Regions from separate parts of the Macaca mulatta genome. Here region 2 is linked to region 1. The links are chromatin contacts, called in public Micro-C maps. All regions are on one chromosome and are shown on one strand. The core of a region is the stretch at or near the end of the contact, and the rest is flanking DNA. Distances in the headings are between cores, read along the strand shown. Region 1 holds the start of STAT2 (signal transducer and activator of transcription 2). Region 2 holds the start of SPRYD4 (SPRY domain containing 4).

Region 1 (6,037 bases), core at 2,147-4,646:
CTGAAATGGTCCAAAATCTAACTTTTTGAGCACCCATATGATGCTCAAAGGAAATGCTCACTGGAAAACTGTGGAGCCCAATTTTTCAGATTAGAAATGCCTAATCTGTATATATATATATATTTTTTAGATGGAGTCTCATTCTGTTGCCCAGGCCGGAGTGAAGTGGCATGATCTTGGCTCACTGCAACCTCCATCCCCCTGGTTCAAGTGATTCTTCTGCTTCAGCTTCCTGAGTAGCTGGGATTACAGGCGCCCACCACCATGCCCGGCCAATTTTTGTATTTTTTTTAGTAGAGATGGGGTTTTGCCATGTTGGCCACGCTGGTCTCAAACTCCTGACCTCAGGTGATCCAATCACCTCGGACTCTGAAAGTGCTAGGACTACAAGCATGAGCCACTGTGGCCCCAACCTGTATTTTTTTTTTTTTTTTTTTGGAGATGCAGTCTCGCTCTGTCACCCAGGCTGGAGTGCAGTGGCGCGATCTTGGCTCACTGCAAGCTCCGCCTCCTGGGTTCATGCCATTCTCCTGCCTCAGCCTCCCGAGTAGCTGGGACTACATGCGCCCGCCACCATGCCTGGCTAATTTTTTTTGTATTTTTAGTAGAGACAGGGTTTCACCGTGTTAGCCAGGATGGTCTTGATCTCCAGACCTCATGATCTGCCCACCTCAGCCTTCCAAAGTGCTGGGATTACAGGTGTGAGCCACCGCACCCAGCCGGCCCCAACCTGTATTTTAATAGCTTCAGTAAGTGGGCCTTTGTGCTTTAATGGGAATTTTCTTTTCTTTTTTTTTTTTTAAGACAGGGTCTCACTTGGTCACCCAGGCTGGAGTGCAGTGGCATGATCTTGGCTCACTGCAGCTTTGATCTCTCAGGTTCAAGCGATTCTCTGCCTCAGCCCCTCAAGGAGCTGGGACTACAGGAGTGTGCTATCACGCCAGCTAATTTTTTGTAGAGATAGGATTTTGCCATGTTGCCCAGGCAGATCTCAAACTCCTGAGCTCAAGTGATCTGCCTGCTTCAGCCTTCCAAAATGCTGGGATTACAGGCATGAGCCACCATAACCAGCCTAATGGTAATTTTCAAACACACACTAAAGCAGAGTGACTAGTACAAGGATCACCATCCAGCTTTAACAAACTACTGTTTCCACTATCTTATTTCATCTATCTCTCTAATTCATTTATTTTGCATTTATGTGTTTGTTGTTTATATTTGTTTATGCTAAACAAATATAAGCATTTAAAGATCAGTGTTGATGTTAAGTATTTATTACAGCATGATCCCTGCTGACCCTGAAGCTTTTTTTTTTTTTTGAGATGGAGTCTTGCTCTGTCACCCAGGCTGGAGTGCAGTGACATGATCTCGGCTCACTGCAAACTCTGCCTCCCGAGTTGAAGGGATTCTCCTGGCTCAGCCTCCTGACTAGCTGGGATTACAGTCGCCCACCACCATGCCCTGCTAATTTTTGTATTTTTAGTAGAGATGGGGTTTCACCATGTCATCCAGGCTGGTCTGGAACTTCTGACCTCAGGTGATCTGCCCACCTTGGCCTCCCAAAGTGCGGGGATTAGAGGTGTGAGCCACCGTGCCCGGCCACCTGAAGCTTTTTTAGGAGCTAAATCTTTTTGGAGGTTAGGTAAGTACACCCTATAAACTGCCCTCCATATAGGAAGGAGGAGCTCCATGCTAGAAGACATCTAAATGCTATGCAACGGGTTGCTCAGTCCCTAAGAATATGACACGTTTATGACCTGTGAATCTTGAATATGATTATAAGTTATCAACTTTGTGAGATCCTGAAACTTCACTTAAATTTTTTTTGTTTTTTTTGTTTTGGCAGGGCACAGTGGCTCATGCCTGTAATTCCAGCACTTTGGAAGAGGCGGGAGGATCACTTGAGGTCAGGAGTTCAAGACCAGCCTGGCCAATGTGAAATCCTATCTCTACCAAAAATACAAAAAAATTAGCCAGGCATGTTGGTGGGCACCTGTAATCCCAGCTACTCAAAAGGCTGAGGCAGGAGAATGGCCTGTACCCAGGAGGCAGGGGTTACAGTAAGTGGAGATCACATCCAGCCTGGGAGACAGAGTGCGGTCTCTGAATCAAAACAACAACAATGAATTGGCTTTTGCCTGTCACCAAGCAGGCTGTGCCTTGCATCTTTCTCCCCACTGTTCCCTGCTCGCTGCCATCTGGTGTCTATTTAGGAAACTGAAACTTAAGCTTGTTGCAGCCTGAGCCTAACAAAACAGAATTCATGCACATTAGTGGTCTAAAAAGGTCACATGATTTTATTACAAAGTAAAAAGAAATGCTTGGGGTGGTATAGTCTTCTACTAACATGAATAACATCAGCTGCCCTTCTACCTCCAGCAGGAACAAGGGAAGGGAAGGATTGGGCAGGGGCTATTTTCATTTTAACCCTTTTAGTAGTGCTTGATTTTTAAAACTATGTGTCTGTATTGCTTTTATGATACAAAAAAATATAAGTTAAAAAAATGATTAGGTGGCCAGGCATGGTGGCTCATGCCTGTAATCCCAGCACTTTGTGAGGCCCACAAGACGGGAGGATGGCTTGAGCTCAGTCAGGAGTTTGAAACCGAGCCTGGGCAACATACTGAGATTCTATCTCTAAAATAATAATAATAATAATAATAATAATAATAATAATAATGAGGTCCCAATTCTTGAGGATTTAAGTGTCTGATATTAAAGGAGCAAGTCAGCAAAGATTCAAATATGAAAACAAAACAAAAAACCTGGTCTCCCCGAATGGATTGCAAACACTGAGGTTAAGAGCTAAAACAATTTTTTCTCATTATCTCTCACTCTTAAGCACATATTTTGCACTCAAGAAGCTTTTCTGAAATGAACTGAATTTTGTGTGTGACCTTAGGCAATGTTTCATCTTTCAGTAGCTTATACTTTTAAACAAAACAAATAAAGACGATAGATTTATCTATCTTTGTTTTTAGATTTATCTATCTTTGAACATCGTTTTTAGGTGAAGATAAAAAATAATGCAGAGCAGAGTAACGTCAGATACCGAACCAACAATGCCAGATTCCGGGTCTCGGAAGCTGCAGGGCAGTTTTCGGGGAGGGGCATTGGGGTTGGGGAGATAGGCTGGACAGGAGAAGATCGAGAACCGAGCAGGCGACAGACAGCTCCTCTTTCAACCTGGGGACAGAAGCTGCCCCCTCCAGGGCGTAACTCCTGGGGCCAGTCGCCCTTCCCTGGGAGGAACTCTCACTCTCACCCCCACCCCTACCTCAGCACACCCTCTCAGGGCCCGTACCTGATTAGGGTTGCAGTCCCCGCGCCCTCCACTGGCTCTGGTCGCGACTTCCCGTCCGTAGAAGGAGTTCGGGTACTAGAGCCTCAGGCCCCGCCTACAACTTCGGCCTACACCCTCGGACCCGCCCCCTTGTAGTTGGCAGCGGAAGTCCGGAGCGGCCCCATTCCCAGTCGCCACCCCGACACTGGCTGCCACTCAGTCAAGCCCTTCCCAGACTGCGAACTCACTGGCGCCGCCGCAACTACACCCCCCCGCGGGGCGGGACAAGCTGAGCCGAAACCACACCTGCAGCTCCAGCGATTGGTGGAGAAGTTCAAGTAGGCACTTTCTACGAGGGGAGGAGTCTAATTAGTGGACTGGCCCAAGACTGAAACAGCTGATTTTCGAGAACCCGCTCGTGAGCCACGGAACCGAAACTAGCTTGAGGAGCCTGTAGACGCCAAGGGCTCCATGGGAAGGGGTGGGACCGGAATTTCGACGCCTTGGGATAGGAAGAGGAGGGCTGAGGTAATGAAAACAGTATTTTTTTTTTTTTTTTTTTGAGACGTGGTCTCGCTCTTATCACCCAGGCTGGAGTGCAGTGGCGCGACCTCGGCTCACTGCAGCCTCGACCACCCGGGCTCAGGTGATTCTCCCGCCTCAGCCTCCCAGGTAGCTGGGACTACAAGCGTGCATAACTCCGCCAGGATAATTTTTTGTGTTTATTGTAGAGACGGAGTTTCGCCATGTTGCCCAGGCTGGTCTTGAACTCCTGACCTCAGGTGATCCTCCTGCCTCGGCCTCCCACAGTGCTGGGATTACAGGCATGAGCCACTGCACCTGGCTAATAGCTATTTATTGAGAGTACTGTGATAAGCACTTTAGATTAATTGTGTCATTTAAAATTTACAGGGCAACTCGTTGAAGTTAAAATCATTCTCTCCTTTAGAAATTTAAAAACTGATCTTAGTTCAAGAAAGAAGTTACCAGTCAGTGATCACGGAGGCTCTAACAAGTGGAGCCTAGATTCAAAACCAAACCCTCTGACTTCAACCCCCAAACATTTACGTTCCTACGTTTTACTGTACAGCCTTCCTCCTGAATAAATCGGAGTTTAAAATTTTGAAGACATGTATACAGCTTGTCAGGATATTAGATTTATTAGTTCTGTGGTTACTACCTTCTTTTATATCCCAAGACTCCCAGCCCCAGGATCTAAGTCATAGCTCTTGATTATGGCCCACCCCCAGTAGGGAGCTGAACTTACTACTTCTGATATGAAAGAAGCCAGGGTAGTTGTTTCTTCCAAGTCACTCACATCTGAGATGGCCCTCAAACCCTCCTTGGTGGTCTCTGGCTGAGAGATGTTTGCGTCTTTCCGATCTTGGTAATACTGGATCAACTGCTGAACCCCAGACCTTAATGCAGGTTTAAGTGCAGCACTGATCGCTAGACCCATAGGTCCCCCTGACATCCCGGCCATGGTCATCAGAAGGTCATATCCCAGATCTATGGCCCCATCTCGGCCTCGTTCCCTGGCCTTGCCCAGGCAGTTTTGAGTAGCATAATACAAAGCTGTGCCCAGGTTGTAGAAGGTTCCCACTCCTGGCAACAGCTGGATGACATTGTGCATACCTTGCTCCTTCTCATTCTCACAGTCCTCTGTGGGGAGGGAGCGCCGGACCCTTCCTGTGCTTTGCTGCTCCCTGGCTAACAGCTGCAGAGCAGAGGCCAGGGCTTCCACTGACACGTTCCTCTCTGTGCTTCTTCCTGTCTGGAGCCCTCGAAGATGCTGGATGAGGACCTGTGTAGCATTCACACCACCCTGGCGGTAGAGCTGTAGCTGTAGAGCCCAAACATCAGCCTGGCAACCAGCTTCCTCCAGGGCATTCCTTAGAGCCAGGCTTACCAAGAACTTGGGTAGAGGGGCCATGTGGCTGAAACCAGGCAGTGACTTTGGGTGCAGAAATTGGCAGGACAAGGGGTCTGAGGAGGGTGTCTGGGATTCCAAGGACAAGGGAAGGTGCATCAAGACATTTGTCTGCTTTCCAGATGAAGTGGCATCCACAGGGTGCAGCAAGACGTAGCAAAGTAGCAGCTCAACTGGTATCATGATGAGTCTGAGGCCACACATGTCTGGAGCAGAGTACCCTAGAAAGGGGAGAAATCCAAAACATACAAACCATTTCCCTAAGGGCTATGGTGAGCCCACAGCTCAGTTAGGGGGACACCTCATACATCACCTACCTACAAGCTTTTGTACTTTCTTTTTAGAGACGGGGTCTTGCTCTGTTGCCCAGACTGGAGTGCAGTGATGGGATCACAAATCACTGCTGCCTTGAACCCCTGGGCTCAAGGGATCCTCCTGCCTCAGCCTCCCAAGCAGCTGGGACTACAGGTGCATGACACCATGCCCAGCTAATTTTTAAAATTTTTGTAGAGATGTGGTTTTGCCATCTTGCCCAGCCTGATTCTGAACTTTGGGCTCAAGTGATCCTCCCACCTCCGCCTCCCAAAGTGATAGGCTTCCAGGTGTGAGCCACTGCACCTAGCCCCAAGCTTCTGTTCTTTTTAGGTAAAGGCCTAGGAAATAGGAAATGCACCCCAATTGCTCCCACTTGGTTTCCCTCATTTACAGGTCACCAGGGATTCTGTTTTATTTCCACCCATATATAGGGACCCCAGATTACCACACAGTCCAGTCATTGAGAAGTGAGTTTTGGTTGCTCCCCGATCCTGTTCTGCCTAGTTCTC
Region 2 (6,037 bases), core at 2,595-5,094, 120 kb after region 1:
ACTGCACTCCAAAAAATGTGGGAACAAAACTTTTTTTTTTTTTTTTAATTCAGACAGGGTCTTGCTTTGTTGTCCAGGTTCACTGTAGCCTCAACCTCCTGGGCTCAAGCAATCCTTGTGCCTCAGCTTCCCAATTAGCTGGGACTACAGGTGTGTGCCACCACACCTGGCTAATTCTAAAATTTATTTTGTAGAGATAGGGTCTCCCTATGTTGCCCAGGCTGGTCTCAAACTCCTGGGCTCAAGTGATCCTCTCACCTCAGCCTCCCAAAGTGCTGGGATTACAGGCATAAGCTACCGTGCCCAACCACCCTCTACTTTTATACTCATTTGTTTTAATGAGCACATATTCTGTGCTAAAGGGAACACTAAGGCCCTGGGGCACAAAGAACACAGTATTTAATCACCTTTCTTAAGAATTCACAGTCTAATGGGTGATACAGTTTCTCTCAGCAGCACTGGGGAGAATGGAGACCAGTTAGAAGGCTGATGCAGTTGATGGTGGGGGCTGGGTAGGAGTAGGGGGAATGTGATAGGAATTCAGTGAGAATCAGTTATGTGAGAGGAGACAGACTGTGGGGAAAAGAAAGAGAGATCAGCCTGTTACTGGGTCTATATAGAAAGAAGTAGACATAAGAGACTCCACTTTGTTCTGTATTTGAGATACTGTTAATCTGTGACCCTACCCCCAACCTTGTCTTTGTAAGAGACATGTGCTGTGGTGACTCAAGGTTTAATGGATTTTGGGCTGTGCAGGATGTGTCTTTGTTAAACAAGTGCCTGAAGGCAGCTTGTTGGTTAATTCCCTCACTTGCTTAACCATTTCTGCTTTTCAAGCCATAGCTATGGCTTTTGGGAAGTCTCTTCCCACCTTTCCATATACTAAATCAGAGGCTTCACCTTTGTTTCCTTTGCATCCTGTATGACTTCAATCATGGCACCTAGTGAATCATACTGCAATGGCCCTGTGAACCCTTGAAAAAATCATGTTTTGTGAAAATGAACAAAGAAGATAGGCAGCAGTCATATCACGTAAAGCCTTGTGACCATGCAAGGGAATTTGAGGCAGGCACCTTAAAGGATTTAAGCAGAGAGGTGTCATGTCTGACTGTAATGCCAACATTGAATTAGAAGCAGATAAATAGAAGCTGGCAGATCAGCTTAGAAGCTACTCACATTTCTACATTGAAATGAGAAAGCCTTGGCCGGGTGTGGTAGCTCATGCCTGTAATCCCAGAACTTTGAGAGGCAGAGGCGGGCGGATTATCTGAGGTCAGGAGTTTGAGAAAAGCCTGGCCAACATGGCAAAACTCTGTCTCTACTAAAAACACACAAATTAGCCGGGCATGGTGGTGGGTGCCTGTAGTCCCAACTACCTGGGAGGCTGAGGTAGGAGAATCGCTTGAGCCTGGGCAGTGGAGGTTACAGTGCACTGAGATTATGCCACTGCACTCCAGCCTGGGTGACAGAGTGAGACCCCGTCTCAGTAAAAAAAAAAAAAAAAGAAAAAAAGAAAAGAAAGAAAGAAAAGAAATAAGAAAGGCTTAAGGTCAAGGATGACAGTGGCCTGAACTAGGGCCATGTCCACGATTCGAGGCAGTTAGAACTCTGGGAGAGGAGGAAGAATTTTTGGTTAATTATTTAGGCTTTTAAGTATCTAGGCCAGAGGCCAGGTATGGTGGCTCACATCTGTAATCCCAGCACTTTGGGAGGCTGAGGTGGGCGGATCAGGAGTCTGAGACCAGACTGGCCAACATGGTGAAACTCTGTCTCTATTAAAAATACAAAAATTAGGCCAGGCGTAGTGGCTCACAGGTGTAATCCCAGCACTTCGGGAGGCTGAGGTGGGTGGGTCACCTGAGGTCAGGAGTTCAAGACCAGCCTGACCAATATAGTGAAACCCTGTCTCTACTAAAAATACAAAAATTAGCCAGATGTAGTGGCATGTGCCTACAGTCCCAGGTACTCAGGAGGCTGAGACAAGAGAATTCCTTGTACCTGGGAGGCAGAGGTTACAGTGAGCCAAGGTCGTACCACTGCACTCCAGCCTGGGCAACAGAGTGAGACTCAGTCTCAAAAAAAAACAAAAAACAAAAAACAAAAAACAAATTACCCAGATGTGGTTGGCGGGCACCTGTAATTCCGGCTACTCAGGAGGCTGAGACAGGAGAATTGCTTGAACCCCATAGGCGGAGGTTGCAGTTAGCCAAGATCAAACCACTGTACTCCAGCCTGGGTGATAGAATGACACTACGTCTCAAAATATAAATTTACAAAACATATATCTAAAATCCTTTTTTTGAGGGGTAGGAGGATGGCCGTGGGATGTATGTTGATATTGCACTGGCCAGCAGAACCTTGAGAAGTGGATTGATTTTTTTTTTTTTTTTTTTTTTGAGACGGAGTCTCGCTCTGTTGCCCAGGCTGGAGTGCAGTGGCCGGATCTCAGCTCACTGCAAGCTCCGCCTCCCGGGTTCACGCCATTCTCCTGCCTCAGCCTCCCGAGTAGCTGGGACTACAGGCGTCCGCCACCTCGGCCGGCTAGTTTTTTGTATTTTTTAGTAGAGACGGGGTTTCACCGTGTTAACCAGGATGGTCTCGGCCTCCCAAAGTGCTGGGATTACAGGCTTGAGCCACCGCGCCCGGCCTGAGAAGTGGATTGATTTAAAAAAAATGTGGGCCTGGCATGGTGGCTAACACCTGTAATCACAGCACTTTGGGAGGCAAAGGTGGGAGGATGGCTTGAGCCCAAGAATTCGAGAACAGCCGGGGCAACAAAGTGAAACCCTCGTTTCTACAAAAAAAGTTAACCGGGCATGGTGCGTGCACTTGTGGTCCCAGCTACACGGGAGGCTATAGCAGGAATATCAATTGTGCCTGGGAGATGAAGGCTGCAGTGAGCTGTGTTCGCCTTACTGTGCTGTATGCAGCGTGGGTGACAGAATGAGACCCTGTCTCAAAAAACAAAATAAAATGGAATGCAGATCTAAATGTTAAATATAGGCTGTTTGTAATCTCCTACCTCATACACTAAACCAAAATATTGCTACTTTTGGTTATGTTCAGAAAACTGAATGCTGAGTTAAACCATCCGTTCCTAGCCTTGAACATATAAAACCAACATTAACAGTATTTATGCATTTAGTATTAATTATAAACAACTCTGAATTACCCAATGGTTGCTATTTGCCAATGTATATCTAGATTATTATTATTATTTATTATTATTTTTTTTTCTTTTTGAGATGGAGTCTTGCTCTGTCACCAGGCTGGAGTGCAGTGGCAGGATCTCGGCTCACTGCAACCTCCGACTTCCTGGTTCAAGCGATTCTCCTGCCTCAGCCTCCCGGGTAGCTGGGATTACAGGCGCGCGCCACCATGCCCGGCTAATTTTTGTACTTTTAGTAGAGGCGGGGTTTCACCATGTTAGCCAGGATGGTCTTGATCTCCTGACCTCGTGATCCGCCTGCCTCGGCCTCCCAAAGTGCTGGGATTACAGGCGTGAGCCATCGCGCCCGTCCTAGATTATCCTCACTTAATTATTACTAAGGTCTGTATATAATTTCTATTTTAAAAATGAGAACACTAAGGCTCAGAAAAGTGGAATGAGTTGCCCAAACTCACACAGTGAAGCCGGGATCAAAGCTAATTACAGTACTGTTTAATTTTTAAATCTATACTTTTAAGCATCTGGCAACACTACATCTCTAAAAGTTTTATGTAGTTCAAATGTGAGCAGCGTCCATCTACGCAGAAAAACTGAATAAACAGCATCAACCACCGGGAAGAATCAGAACAGAAACCGCTAACGCGGCCGCCTCCCGCAAGGCGTCGCTCCTACGTCATAACACTGCGCGGCCGTCCCTCGCGCACCACGTGCTAGGGGAGCAGGCGGGCAGATGGCTGAGTCTGTAAGCGGGAGGCGTGTCCGGCTCATCCATGGCGCAAGATGGCGCTGCTTTTTGCACGTTCTTTGCGCTTGTGCCGCTGGGGAGCCAAACGATTGGGAGTTGCCTCCACAGAGGCCCAGAGAGGTAGGATTATCTCTTTTTACTCTTTTACCTCCAGAATGGCTTCCGTCTCTTATTCCCAGACCCGACTCCGAGAAGCAATTCCAACCCTCTCGGGTCTTTTCCTTCCCCCACCTGCCTTGGTCTCTAGATTCCAAACCTTTGACACCATTTGGTTTCTTTAAATTCCGGGACTTCCTCAATCCGAGTTTTTCAGCTCCATGAGCTATCCATACTAAAGCGACCCCCCGACTCTCTTGCCCGCTTGGCATTCTGACTCTTCCCTAGTTGCTCGTGTCTCATGACTGCCTGCTTTAGATCTGAATATATCACCAGCCCTAGGGTTCTAGCCCCTGTTATTATCCCGTCTTTTTGCTCTGCCCGCAGGCGTCAGTTTCAAATTGGAAGAAAAAACCGCCCACAGCAGCCTGGCACTCTTCAGAGGTGATACGGGCGTCAAATATGGCTTGGTGGGATTGGAGCCCACCAAGGTGGCCTTGAATGTGGAGCGCTTCCGGGAGTGGGCAGTGGTGCTGGCAGACACAGCGGTCACCAGTGGCAGACACTACTGGGAAGTGACAGTGAAGCGCTCCCAGCAGTTCCGGATAGGAGTGGCAGATGTGGACATGTCCCGGGATAGCTGCATTGGTGTTGATGATCGTTCCTGGGTGTTCACCTATGCCCAGCGCAAGTGGTACACCATGTTGGCCAACGAGAAAGCCCCAATTGAGGGTATTGGGCAGCCAGAGAAGGTGGGGCTGCTGCTGGAGTATGAGGCCCAGAAGCTGAGCCTGGTGGATGTGAGCCAGGTCTCTGTGGTTCACACGCTACAGACAGATTTCCGGGGTCCAGTGGTGCCTGCCTTTGCTCTCTGGGATGGAGAGCTGCTGACCCATTCAGGGCTTGAGGTGCCCCCGGGCCTCTAGTATTTCCATTACTGGAGTCCCTAATCACGCTCTTGGCCAGCCTCCTTTTGAAAATGTCTGAAGCCTTTTTACTTTGCCTCAAGCAACCTCTAGCTCCCGCAATTCAATGTTGGGTCCTTTGTGCAATATCATAATCATCTTCCTCATCCCCTACCTTGTGAAAGCTAGGCATACAGCCAAACCCTCCTTCTCCCACCCACCAACTACTGCCAATTTCCTAGGCTACCATGGGTGATGTATCTTCCCTGACCTGCTTCCTTCAGTCCCTCTGCTTCCCTTTGCCCAGACCTTTCTCAGACTGTATTCCATCCTGGGGTCTTATCATTCAGCTTTGTTTGAATTTATTAATCACCGTGATATTTCTCCCTCCCTTTGTCCACATGTAACTTGTTTGTTCTTGGGGCTCTACCAGATCGCTGAAGAGTAAATCCTTTCTACCTCTGGCTGAAGGAGTGGTGCAGTCAATGACTTGGCCCTTTTTCTACAGCACATTCAGAGTTTGGGCTCTGGCTCCCTCAGTAAGTGCTTTATTAACTCAGTGTGTCAAAATGAAAACAGAGCCCTCCTTCCCCAGTAGCTCAGTGCCACAGACCTTCAGCCCTAGACAGCTGTAGCTATCCTTACCCTGAGTCCATCTACCTTAATCTATACCTCTGACACCCAGCCAGTCTATCATAATCATTATCCCAGTTATAACCATGACCAAAGGAGAAGAGAGGTACTTGGGGGATATCTAGGGTATGAGTGCTAGAAACTGTTGATTCTTTTATTTATTTTTTGAGACAGTCTCACTCTGTCACACAGACTGGAGTGCAGTGGCATGATCTCGGCTCACTGCAACCTCTGCCTCCAGGGTTCAAGCGACTCTCGTGCCTCAGCCTCCTGAGTAGCTGGGATTACAGGTGTGTGCCACCATGCCCATCTAATTTTTATATTTTTAGTAGAGATGGGGTTTCGCCATGTTGGCCAGGCTGGTCTCAAACTCCTGGCCTCACGTGATCCACCTCCCAAAGTGCTGGGATTACAGGTGTGAGCCACCACGCCCGACCAAAACTGTTTATACTTGAGAAGTTCCATCTTCATTTCTGCCACAGTTGGAAC

The links. Hi-C and Micro-C count contacts between places; a contact is called where the count stands out from the background.
Region 2: a Micro-C map of CD4 T cells shows a contact between it and region 1, with 8 times the contacts expected there. The contact joins the promoter of SPRYD4 here to the promoter of STAT2 in region 1. A contact is called at or near these places in 4 of 14 Hi-C or Micro-C datasets (CD4 T cells, cortical neurons, fetal cortex germinal zone and 1 more).

The regions. Positions count from the first base shown.
Region 1 is chr11:63,528,104-63,534,140 of T2T-MMU8v2.0, forward strand. STAT2 (signal transducer and activator of transcription 2) reads right to left here and starts at 3,397. Exons shown (of 24, transcript NM_001266927.1): 1 at 3,305-3,397. It overlaps APOF (apolipoprotein F), which reads right to left. Exons shown (of 2, transcript XM_001115088.5): 1 at 5,974-6,037; 2 at 4,421-5,434. The coding sequence starts at 5,989. The coding sequence ends at 4,470.
Region 2 is chr11:63,645,982-63,652,018 of T2T-MMU8v2.0, forward strand. It overlaps SPRYD4 (SPRY domain containing 4), which reads left to right and starts at 3,845. Exons shown (of 3, transcript NM_001194675.1): 1 at 3,845-4,034; 2 at 4,398-6,037. The coding sequence starts at 3,950. The coding sequence ends at 4,936.